Regions from separate parts of the Mus musculus genome. Here regions 1 and 3 are each linked to region 2. A link is a contact called in public HiChIP or PLAC-seq data. All regions are on one chromosome and are shown on one strand. The core of a region is the stretch at or near the end of the contact, and the rest is flanking DNA. Distances in the headings are between cores, read along the strand shown.

Evidence for each region. HiChIP or PLAC-seq counts read pairs in DNA pulled down with a chosen protein or histone mark.
Region 1: a FOXA1 HiChIP or PLAC-seq map of pancreatic cancer cells shows a contact between it and region 2. The contact joins the enhancer-like site here to the promoter of Mlph in region 2. A contact is called at or near these places in 1 of 39 promoter capture datasets (stem cell-derived epiblast-like cells), 1 of 115 datasets of contacts at active chromatin or transcription factors (pancreatic cancer cells) and 2 of 9 other capture datasets (adipose tissue and pancreatic islet).
Region 3: a contact with region 2 is called in a FOXA1 HiChIP or PLAC-seq map of pancreatic cancer cells. The contact joins the enhancer-like site here to the promoter of Mlph in region 2. A contact is called at or near these places in 1 of 39 promoter capture datasets (cranial neural crest), 2 of 484 Hi-C or Micro-C datasets (both in uterus), 4 of 115 datasets of contacts at active chromatin or transcription factors (embryonic basal ganglia, embryonic stem cells, microglia and 1 more) and 1 of 9 other capture datasets (liver).

What each region holds. Positions count from the first base shown.
Region 1 is chr1:90,727,640-90,731,499 of GRCm38.p6, forward strand. No RefSeq gene overlaps it. Among named protein-coding and RNA genes, the nearest start is that of Gm35332, 26 kb to the left of the region's middle. Within about 2 kb of position 2,007, at least 23 of the 459 cell types and tissues checked have an H3K27ac peak or open chromatin away from gene starts, as enhancers often do. A contact at or near this core is called in pancreatic cancer cells, where this site is marked.
Region 2 is chr1:90,913,042-90,917,313 of GRCm38.p6, forward strand. It overlaps Mlph (melanophilin), which reads left to right and starts at 2,059. Exons shown (of 16, transcript NM_053015.3): 1 at 2,059-2,212.
Region 3 is chr1:90,675,848-90,679,884 of GRCm38.p6, forward strand. It overlaps Gm9991 (a long non-coding RNA gene), which reads left to right. Exons shown (of 3, transcript XR_878398.1): 3 at 3,046-3,808. Among named protein-coding and RNA genes, the nearest start is that of Gm9991, 3.4 kb to the left of the region's middle. Within about 2 kb of position 2,169, at least 26 of the 459 cell types and tissues checked have an H3K27ac peak or open chromatin away from gene starts, as enhancers often do. A contact at or near this core is called in pancreatic cancer cells, where this site is marked.

The DNA.
Region 1 (3,860 bases), core at 757-3,256, 190 kb before region 2:
CATACACCCACAATCACATTGTCCCAGGGCAGACACGGGGGCCCAGAGCAAGACCATGTCAGATTTACTGACTCACTTCTCACCTGTGTCCTCTCTTTTAGCACAAAGTATTCTGGGACTGTTGCTGAGAATAGTCCAAGCCCATGTGCTAGCAAGCATGGTCACTTGGTTTGAACATCTTCAGTTGTGTGGATTTACCCAACTAACACAACTATTAAAGGTACCCAACTGTGACCATATGTGCTCATTCTGACCCAACTACATTAAACTTTATGATATCTCTCGGCTTTTAGAAACTATGTGACTTCTCAAACTGTAGGATAACTTGCACAACAGATTCCAAAGTTCCCAAAGATCCTCACTGACGGCTGGGAAAGCACAGCTCTTGGGCAGCCTTGTTGGTATCCACGTTTTCTTTACTAACAAGAAAACTTTACTGCAAGTGAGTAGCCTTTTCCCCAACTTTTCCCTAAATGTTCTTCATGATGTTTGCAGGAAACCAAGTGCAGTATATGTGTGCAGAACATACAACTTCAGGACACTGAAGAGATACGCTGGTAAAATTGACCTTGTATCTGGGTAGCTGTTTTCACTTACAACATAAGCGTTTTTTTGTTTGTTTGTTTGTTTGTTTGGTTGGTTGGTTGGTTTTTGTTTGTTTGTTTGTTTGTTTGTTTTTGGTTTTGCATATCAGTTGCCCATCTCTCTCTCCCTCCCTCTCTCCCTCTCTCCCTCCCTCCCTCCCTCCCTCCCTCCCTCCCTCCCTCCTTCCCTCTCTCTCTCTCTCTCTGTCTCTCTCTCTCTGTCTCTCTCTCTGTCTCTCTCTCTCTCTCTCTCTCTCTCTCTCTCTCTGTGTGTGTGTGTGTGTGTGTGTGTGTGTGTGTGTGTGTGTGTGTGTGTGTGTGGTTTGAGTGTGGAATGTCCTCCACAGGGTTGTGTACTTGAATTCTTGTTTCCCCAACTGTTGGCACTGCTGGAGAATGCTGGAGAACCCTAAGGAGATGGAGCTTTAATGGAGGAAGTGGGTTGCTGGGCTTGGGCTGAGTGTGGATGCAGGATGATTAGCCAGCACCTGCTCTTGCCAGCTTGCCTTGCCTCCATGATGGACTGTGTCCCTCTGGAACCATGAGCCCAGATGACTCTTCCTCCCTGAAGTCACCGTTAGCGACTTTTATCACAGCAACAGAAAAGTAACTGAGACAGGCCCATTGGAATGATCTGCTTTTACAGTGTGTTAAATTTTCCACCAGGTTTTTCATTCCTCAAAAACATTTATTGTTTAGTAGAACAAACTACTATTGTTCCAGTTGGAGGTTTTCTGTACACAGTTCTTGGGGAGGAAATAGGCACACAGTCATTTCACTTTCAAACATCCATTGGTTTGGATTTTATACATCTGCTCATTCTTTCTTCTTCTTGGAAACCATACTGTTCTTTCTTTTAAAAAAAAGTGTGTGTCTTTATAGGGTATTAAGGAGAACTAGAGAAATATTTAATTCCTCTCTTTACTACAATAAACACGGTATAAATGGTACCAGAGTGTGCCTGGCGTTGGGTTACAGGAAAGGGTCATGAGCCTTGGAGGAAGGAAAACTCACAATGTGGCTGAGCTCGAGGAAGGCTGGGAGGCTGCCTGCTGGACTTGGTCAGTTTAAAGAGAAAACACAAGGATTAGAGATGCGCATAGCGCAGTAGCAGAACACTTGCCTCACAGACCTTAGGTTTGATCCCCAGTATGGCAACAACAAAAACAAACAAGAAACTGCAGAGCCAGACTTTTAAACCTTCTAATTAACTTCTCAGTAAAAGCAAAAGCTCTATTTCCCCCATCTACAGAATAAATAAAGCTGTATGTGGCCATCGTGGCCAACAGACTCCAAGCCTGAGAGGCTTGCTTAGAAGAGTGACTCTAGAATGTCACCAATACTGAATAGGGATAGGAGGTGTCCCAACAGACCAGGTGAGTCACCCTGTTCCCTTCAACAGCTCTCTGATCAGTCTCTCACTCCAGCGGGTACAGCTACTGGTCTTGGCCACTAACTCAGCGCTGACTCATGAATGGATGAGCCACCAGCTTCCACAGCTTCCACACAAAGCTGAGCTCACCCATCCACTCCACCTATTTGTCCTCTTGGGTCCAGCATCCTGGGTTTTGTAAGCCAAAGAGGATCAAGGCATCTTTGTGCCCTTCCATTGTAGATCAGCAGATACACCCAATGAAAGGTTAGGAAGCTTGCCAAAGCTACACAACTTGCCAGAGGTGATGTGAGTGCCAAGTTCACTCAAGAGCTGGTCCTGGGTCCCTACTCCTCTCCCCTCAGGAAAATTCCTATGAGTGGCATCACCTTGAATCCCAGAGCATAGCTTCCGTAGCTGGAAGCTAATACCAGTTCTGGGCTTCTGAAATGCATTTGTTCCTCCAGGGAAACAGAAAGGAGAGGGATGGAAGCTGAAAATAGATGGGTAAAGCATGCTGCCAGGGACACATGGAGGTTCTAACTTCAGGATATACCTACAAATTACAACTTTCTTTACCTTAAGATACATTAAGTAACAGTGCATTAAAATAAAAGGATAAATTGCTATGGAGTAATTGGTTGACTTTATCCTTTCTGAAGGAGTCAAAAATCTAAGTGACTGTCTTAGTTTCTTTTCCTGTTGCTGGGATAAAATACCTAATAAAAACAACTTAAAGGAAAAGATTTATCTCAGCTCACAGTTCCATGCTACAGTCTATAATGACAGGAGCTTGAAGGAGTTGGTCACATCCATAATCAGGAAGAGAGCAATGAATGCACATTTGCTCAGCTTGCTGCCTCTGTTCTTGTACATTCCAGGATCCCTTGCCTAGGGAATAGTGCCACCCACAATAGTAATCGAGGAAATCTCCCAAAGAAATGCTCACAGGCCAACATAAACAATCCCTCATCGAAACTGCCTTCCTGGGTGATTGTAGATTGTGTCAAGTTGACACTAAAAACTGATCATCACAGTAACTCAAGCAAAAATCATCATAAAAATTATCTATGGTTCAGCAAGCAGACAGAGCCTGGAATGAGCATACTTCCTGAAGAAAGAATGTCACCGAGATGCATCCCCCAGGAGAAGAGTGACAGATATAGTGACAGACAAAGATATGCTTCAAGATAAGTGCTTTGATGAGTTTGCCACACTCCATATCAAGATGAAAGGACCAGAGAACAGAACCCAACTACATACTCTTATCAAGACAGTTGCTTAATGTCGGTCAGTAGTAAAGTGAGAAAGAACTCTCAGAAGGTTATAACTAGAAGGCTTCAGCAAAGCCCTCCATATTGCAAAGCTACAGAGAGGCCAACAGAACTGCCGAGAAAGGCAACTCGGGTTAAGTCTGACAGAGTGATTTGTCCCATGTATTCTTGCCCTGCCAATGGGCTTCTAGAAAAAGCTTGTCAGTCTTGTGGATGGAGCCATTCATCATCACATAATAAAAGGAAGAATTGAGAGAAATTAATATAATCATAAATCGGTAAACTAGACTCCCACAAGTTGCCCATGACTTCCACAAGAGACTCTCCACATAGCCTGCACAACCACGCAACATAATAAATAAATGAGTATAATAAAAATGAATAGATAAACAAACCACTCACATTGGTATTCCAGCTGCCATGTGAACCAGGAAGCTGGATGGCATCTCTAGGCTGGAGAAAATATTTTTATCTCACTTTGGGTTAAGACAAAATACATTTCCATGTCCACCCACATGTGGATATATAGAAAACTCTAATGTCTGTATCCACTCTGAAGTCATAAAAAGATAGGTCTATGCCAAGATCATGTGACAAAGAGCACACAAATTTTTGAGTCTTGTAATATAA
Region 2 (4,272 bases), core at 809-3,308:
ATTGCTTCTACATTGCATGTACTCTTTGACTCAAATTGAAATTCCGAACTTCATTTTTATTCTAGGGATCATGCTCTGAGTGTGGAAGGATGGCTGCAATCATGTCTGCACCATCTGAGGCACACTAAATACACAGTGTTGATATTCCTTTCTACAGTAAGATTTGTAGCAGAATTATCTTTCGAAAAGAACCTGCCCACCAGTAAACATCAAGCAACCGTGCAGTACATAGCCTACATCATCAGACAGGATGAAACGGATTTCTGCTGGCCTTAGTGAGTGTTTGCCAGGAGCTCATGTGGCGGTGTGCTGTGAATATTGAGTCCAAAGCAACTTGCTGTGTCGAGTTTATTACTAACACCAGGTGCCGGACAGCAGTGAGGCTGTGGGGGGCGGCCTGTTCAGGGTGAGGCTGCCAGAAAGTCATGCTTCTCCTAAGAATCCCAAGTCACACAGCTGCTGCTTAATCACACACACACAACCACATACTCAGTCATATGCACACACACACACATAATCACATACACAGTCATATGCACACACAGAGAGACTCACACACTCAGTCATGCACACATACACAGAGAATCACATAGTTATATGCACACACAGAGAGAGTCACATACTCAGTCATATGCACACACACACACACACACACACATAATCACATACACAGTCATATGCACACACACACACACACACACAATCACATACACAGTCATATGCACACACAGAGAGACTCACACACTCAGTCATGCACACATACACAGAGAATCACATAGTTATATGCACACACAGAGAGAGTCACATACTCAGTCATATGCACACACACACACACACACACACACATAATCACATACACAGTCATATGCACACACACACACACACACACAATCACATACACAGTCATATGCACACACAGAGAGACTCACACACTCAGTCATGCACACATACACAGAGAATCACATAGTCATATGCACACACAGAGAGAGTCACATACTCAGTCATATGCACACACACAATCACATATTCAGTCACACACACACACACACACACACACACACACACACACACACGCGCGCACGCGCGCGCGCGCACACACACACATCTGCAGATGACCCAAAGCATGTCTTCTAAGGTTCCCTTTCCTCTCCTGCTGACAGGGAATAAATGCTACTATCACATCTGTCCACCCTGGAGCTAGTTATTGTTTACGGCCCTGTCTCTATGTTGCAGATGCCAGCACTGAGTTGTAAAAGTTGTCCTCAAAGAGTAGAGGCCTCTCTCTGTAGCTCAGGCTGGCCTGGCTGGAACTCAATACTAAAACAGGTTGGTCTGAAACTTTCAGCAATCCTCCTGCTTCAGCCTCCCAAGTGTTGGGATTTTGGGTGTGAACTAGCACACACTTGGCTAAGTGAATTTTTGTTTGGTTGGTTTTTTAATATAGCCATAGGGAAGGGGTCAGGGTGCTCTTATGCTGCGGCATGGGGGGAGGTTATGTTCTTTCAACATCCAGGGCAGATCTCTGGGTGGAGCTTCTCAGACCACAGACCTACTGGACTGTTTTCAATAGTCAAGGCCTTGGCCGGACTGGGGGGGGGGGGCCGCTTGTGAGTCCATCTGAGGGCCTGGGGGACAGCGACTCCAGCTGGAAACCTGGGCTCACAGTCTCACTAAGAAGTTGGTGACTTTGGGTAGGGCGCTTTTCCTCAGTTTCCCTGTCTGTGAAGCTAAGTAAAGAGTTAAAATGGATATTTGCGGAGGTGCCGTGTTCTCAGAGGATGCGGTTTGCCAGCAGATCCCTCCTATGGGGGACCAGAACCCAGTGGTGGAAATGAGCGCACAACTCCAACGCGTGTTCTGCTCTCAACCGGCTTGGGGACAAGGTGCCTCTGTCCTCCATACCCACTTCAGCGCCTCCCAGGAGGGCCACTGGAGTCCGCTCTGCTCTTGGCCTGTCCAGGCACCCTGGGGTGCACGTCGATCCCGGAGCTGGGCGGGTCAGGAGTAGCCCACGTGATCTGAGCCGCAAGTTGGGCAGGACCGGCGCCACAGCTGCCTGGATCCCCGCACACAGCTCTGTCTAGCTCAGTGCACCCTGACACTGGCCTCGCTCGGTGCCTGGGGTTTCTCTCTCAGGAGCTAAGAGAAAGGAGCAGAGGCCAGGACCCACCGAGCCAGAGCTACAGGCTGGGCATTCCCAGGAGAGAGGCTGGTGAGTGCACCAAGGACCTGGGGCTTGCAGAACTCCCAGAAGAGGGAATCTGGCTCAGGGAGGGTGCAGCGACACCTTACTTCTGAACTCTGGGCTTCTTCTGGATGCCTTAAACACAATGGGCGAAATCCTTGGGGAGCCCATTTGGGGCTAAACAGTTGGTTTTAATTAAAAGCTTCCTTTGAGCTAAAAGCTGGTGCCTTCGGGAGACTTGGACCGGAGCCCAGGGTGAGAGGCTATTTGTACAGAAACTTCCTCTTGGCTGCCCTCTTGGCTTCCTCTTGGCTGTCTTCTGGGAGCAAGAAGAAAGCAGATAGGTGCATGAAGGAGGCACCTGCCCTCCTCCGGACTTAGTGGAATCATGTTGTTGTTGTTGTTGTTGTTGTTGTTGTTGTTGTTGTTGGACCATAGGTCCTCTAGGCCCTCCTTCTTATTATGAAGATGTGAGAGGAAATGTGTTAACACCTCGAGTGTCACCCCACTGTGTCCAAGCCTGGGAGAGAGCTGAGTCTCACAGATGCAGGAAGATTTCACAGAGCACACACCTATGTCCTACTGACCTGAACTAAAAACACAGTTCTTTGCTTTCATCGGAAATGAGTTGGTGCTGTTGTCTGTTCTGTTTCTATGCCACAAGGATTGCTCTTGTTTCCTTCTGAGGGCTTTGAGTAATAACCAGGGTACAAGACTCCCCTAGATACCCAGGGCACAAGTCTCAGGAAAAGGGATGGGCTAAAGACCAGGGGTAGCTGGGCATTGAAGTTGGTGAACCCCTGAGCCTGATGGCTCCCTGGCCCAGATGTGTGTCATTTAACACACACCCATCTCCCAACTGATTACAAGGCCTTAGTAAGACACAGCAACAGCTTTCCTGGCCACGAGCATCACCCCTCCGGGCCCAGGTCTCCAAGGTGTCACTTCTTAGAGCATCACCAGGCAAGGTGGGGAGGTGAGTTCTTCCATCTCACCCAGCATCAGTGCCCCATCTCCAAAGTGGGTACCAGGGCAGGTGCCTCACAGGACTTGGAACCTGGTCCAGGCACAAGCATGAGAAGCTGGTGGGTCATCCTGATGCATTAGTGACTCTGAAAAGCTGCTGAGAACTAGAGGAGGAGGGAGGTTGGAGAGGGACACTGGGGGAGGGGGAGGTCAAGGAGGGGGAACTGGGAGAGGGGGGAGGTAAGGAAAGGGTAAAGAGGACACCAGAGCCTGTAGGCTAATGATACCGTTCCCTTCCTTCAGTATGGATGCAGGACGGCCATGTGTGCTGGCCATGCAGTCAAAGCACCTTTTAGGGCTCACTGTCTTGTTCTTTTCAAAAGCGACTTCTGAAAGAAGACACACACATCCCTAACATGTATGCACCCTGTACCCTACCACCATGGTGCCTCTTAAGTCTAAGATCCCAGCATCATACTGGGCTAGAGATGACCAGAGACCTTTGTAGATAAAGGCCAGCTTATCTGCTTCTAGTGCCACCTGTCCCAGAACCTGGCACATCAGTGACTGTGAGCAAACAAACTGAGGGACAACTCAGCATATGCCAGCTGACAGTGGCAGGATCACCCATGGGCCCCAACCTCTCACAGTAGACAGTGAGATCTTGAGAGCAGGAGGGACCTGAAGCACCCAAGCTGCCTATGCCTGAATTGGTTTGGAAGCCCAGCTGCAGGCTCTGTAGCTGCACCTGGTTCAGTTCTTGTCACAGCCTAGAGTAGAAGCCTTGCATGTAGGTCAGAACCGATGACCAGAGCCAATGAGAATGAAGAGATCAAGCTAGAAGCGATACCAGGCAGTCTGGCTTGCAGGAACCTTTCCAGAGCTCCATGGTAGCACCTGGCACATCTGTCGGGGAAGGGGATGCTTCTGAGTGGCAGTGTGTCCATCCTTCTTCTGGAGTCTGGAGGCCCCAGTACCCCTGTGGTGTAAACCCTATCTACATACACATAACCACACCCAGAAGCTCTGGAGTCAGCTCCAAAGGAGTCATAGCTGACACCTCTGTTTACACCTTTATCAGCAGGACTTGCCTAGCCCAATCAGGGGGTAATGATGCCAAG
Region 3 (4,037 bases), core at 919-3,418, 240 kb before region 2:
TAGAGCCTGGGACACCCTAGAACCCAATCTACACTTTAGGAAGCATGGCCCTTTTTGAAGTTATGATGATTGGTTGAGTTTCTAGAAAGTTCTATGCTATTTTCTACACAGCCTCGGGGTGGTTGTATGTAGGTTTGTTTGACTTAGGAGAATAAAACCAACTTTTCCATGCGGCCACAGCTTGCTAGCTCTGTACCACTCTGGAGAGTTTGGCTAAGTCTTAACCCACAGCCCTCTAGAAGCATCCAACGTTTTGGAGAAAGAAGAGCTCAGGATACATACCCCACCCCGTGTCTCTCTGCTCTGAACTTTCTTGGAGCTGTACATGTCTTGGTGGTCCCATCTCTGTCTGCTCATGGGAGTCTCTGAGGCTGAGTCACCCACCCTGCCGCCTCTTCTTCAGTAAACTGCCACTGCCCCTGGGCTGAGTCACAGTCTGAATCCCACGGATGCATTAGTGTCCCTGGGGCTTTGACAGTCACACAGCCAAGACATTTGTTCTTAATCGTATACCCATCCCCACCCAGCAAATGGTCAAAACTTCCCAATGGGGATTGAAACCACAAGTGTAAGGCAGAAAACTTAACGAGCAGCTATTCCTGCCTGGAAGAGACTCCACTTGGAGAATGGAAGTGTTTATCTCATTGGCATTTGGAGGAAGAGCAGGTTTTTTTTAGGAGATGTGATGGCTTTTTCCACTAAGGTCAGATACTTTCTCAGTTCCATGGCCGAAAGCTCTCTATCAGTCCAGGACTGTGGGACCAGAAGACAGGCTCTGGCAGCTGTCCAAGCTCTGGGAAAGGGAGGGAGTCTGTTCTCGGGCAACAGCTCTCACAGCGTTGCCTTTGAGGAAAGGGTAACTGATTGCCCACAAACCCGGGGTAGCAGCCTCCCCCACCTGAAGTCTGGAAGGTTTGTCCTATCATTCACAGGCTCAGACAGGAAGTCCCCACCCCCAGCCCAGTCAGCTACTTCCACCTCAGTTCTCAGTTTCTGGCTCCCACCCACTGCCGCAGCCTGGAATTATCAGTGGGGTGTTCTGCCTCATACCCACCTGGCTCTTGTGTTTCTGGGGAGGACTGTACATGATGTCAGCATTCTGTAAGAAATCTGAGAGCAACACACAGCTGCTCTCTGGCCAGTTCAGTCAGGGACCCAAGGGGGTCTGGTGGCAAGCACAAACACCTCAAGGGGAAATCTCCAGGACAGAGGAAGGCCACTGAGAGACCCTTAGAGCAAACTCACCATCAAGTTCCCTTAGGAGTCAACTAACGTCTAATGAAATATGACATACAAGGGGGGATGGATAGGATATTCTAGAAATGGCTGTGAGTGGCTTAGATGTGGGGTGTGTTATTTCACTTTTCCTATCACTGAGACCAAATCCCTCTAAAGACCCTTTGAGGGAGTAGGATTTATCCTGGCTGGTGGTTTTAGAGGGTTCAGCCCATGGTTACTCTTCCCCATGAGTATGGGGAGAGCATCATCCTGGTGTCAGGAGTCTGTGAAAGGGGCTGCTACTCACCCCTTTGCCAACAGGAGGCAGGAAGGGGGTTGGTAAAGACACCAGAGAGAATATAGTCCCTAGAACCCACACCCAGGGACCTTCATCCAGCTAGATGCCACCTCCTTAAGTTTCCTCTAAAATTAGTGCTACCAGCTTGGGATGAGGTATTCAAAACATGAGCATAAGAGGTAAGTTTCATATTCAAACTCTAACATGAAGTGCTCCTCCAAAGGCTTCATCCCCAGGTGAGAGTGCTGCTGGGAATTGAAGGGATCATAAAGACTCGGGCTTCATCAATGATCTGATTCAGTGAGGACTCTGACTTCAACCTTACCAATGAATTACCCTACTAATGAGTTCATAACCTAAAGGGACTAGAAGGAGAGAGGGTTTGGTTGGAAGAGGTGAGTCACCAGGGGCATGTCTTTGAAAGGTCTATCTTGCCCCTGTTTCTGCTTCTTGGTTTCCCTGGGGTGAGCAGCATCCACCACACAGCTCCTCCCTCCATGGTTATGTTCTGCCTTATCACAGGTCCATAGCAATGGGGCCCACAAAACCTCTGAAGCCACAAACCCAAATCCTCCTTTTAAGGTATAGACATCAAGGATCCTGTCACAGTGCTGAAAGGCTGACTAATACATGAGTCCACTTCTGAGCCATTAACCCTGCTCCCTCAGAGCCAGTGCATGGGTGCTACCACCCACCCCTGGCATCTCAGGCACATCCCTGTTTCATTCTGACAGGACATGGTTCTTTCTTGAGGTGTCAGCTTCACGTTTGGACACTCTGGAGAGCCATATGCCTGAAGGGCTTTGTCTGAATCCTCACAGGTTGGATAGCATGCAGCTCCCTCAGTACGAATCTGTGCTGAGATGGAACCACATCTCTGAGCCCCAGGACATGTAGCTTTTGGAAACACAAAGAGGAGAATTATATATTGGGAGGGACCTGAAGTGCACTGGATCCTGATTCTACCCCTCTTTTCTATCCTTTTGTTTGTCTGTCTGACTTCCTGATTTCTGACACTGGGTGTGTTTTGGGTCCAGGACCTGGCTCCATACCAGGGCCTATTCTGTTTGATTCCTTGATTTTCTGTAATTTCTGCAATGAACTGCCACATTCTTGTTGGCTTAAAGTAACAAAGAGACTAGAAGTCTGAAATAAGTGGCAACCCACGATACAGACAGGCTTCCATCCCTCTGGACACTGCAGAGGAGAAGCCTCCCCCTCCTTCTCCAGCTTCTGGTGTTGACTTGGGCTTGGCTCACTTCCATCACTGCCTCCAGGGTCATGTGAGCTTCTCCCCATGTATGTCACATCTCCCGGTGCTCCTTTCATAAGGATGTGTATGACCATGTCTGAGCTCACCTGGATATTCCTGACCACCCTCCCCTGTTTCCAGCTAACATTTAGGGAGTTAGGGAAATAACATTTAGGGAGGAAAGCCACAGAGAAGATCATAATGCTAGCTCACCAGTTCCAGCTGTGGCATGGATGTCTGTGGAGATGGGAATTTATTATCTATCTTCCACCCCCAGATCTGAAGCTGACCCTTTGCATTCCTACTGAAATGCAGATAATTCCTAAGCCTTCCAGACACCAAGGTCAACCAAAAAGGCAGCATCCGGTCCTACTGCAGACCATGTCTTCTGCCTACATGTCAAGCTGCACGTGTCACCCAGCCCAGAGTACAAATGTCAGAGTATCACCGGAAGCCCTGGCAAGATGCTGCTTTCAGAGGAGGTTCTGATCATCTCCATGCTTTCCTGTATCTGAAAGCCTCTCACCATGTGTGTTACATTGCTAATGCAAAGGTACAGCAAAGACTCGAGGGAAAGAGAAAGAAACAAATAAAAACTATAACTCATTCCTAGTGCAGAGTCTGCTGCGCATAGGGAAGGCAATAGGAGTCACGCATTTGTGTCTCCAGATGGTGTCAAATGTACACAGGGAAGATGCATCTCCCTGGAGCAAGAGGTCTCAGTGCAGGTGGGGGGAGGCGGGGCCACTGATGGGAGTAGTGGGAACATCTGGACCCTTGGCTCCGTTGGCTTAGCCCCTTGACAGGAAATCAAATATTATAGAAAGGAAAAGGGTCGTGCCTGTGTCCCGGGTGTGAGAGACTTGCAGGACTACAGAGAAGGTTGTGGTCATCTCTGCTTGACAGCATTGCAGCTGTGCTGGACCGCACTTGAGAGTATCTTAGCTACCACAACAACAGGAAGTCATAGGAGCTCACATCTATCCTTCTCGGCATCCTTAAATGTGCTTTCTACTGTTCTGGGCAAACATTGAAGGACAATTCATGAAGAAAATGGAAAATTCTCCCCAAGGTGCCTGCTTCCTACCAAGATCACTCCTGAAAGCTTATGTGAACTTGGTTAAAATATTTGCTGTCTGGCTTATGAGATGGCTCAGAAAATAAAAGCTCTTGCTATGTAAGCCCGATTATCTGAATTCTATGCCTGGAACACACTATGGAAGGAGAGAACTGACTTCCAAAAGTTATCTTCTAAGCACCACACAAGTG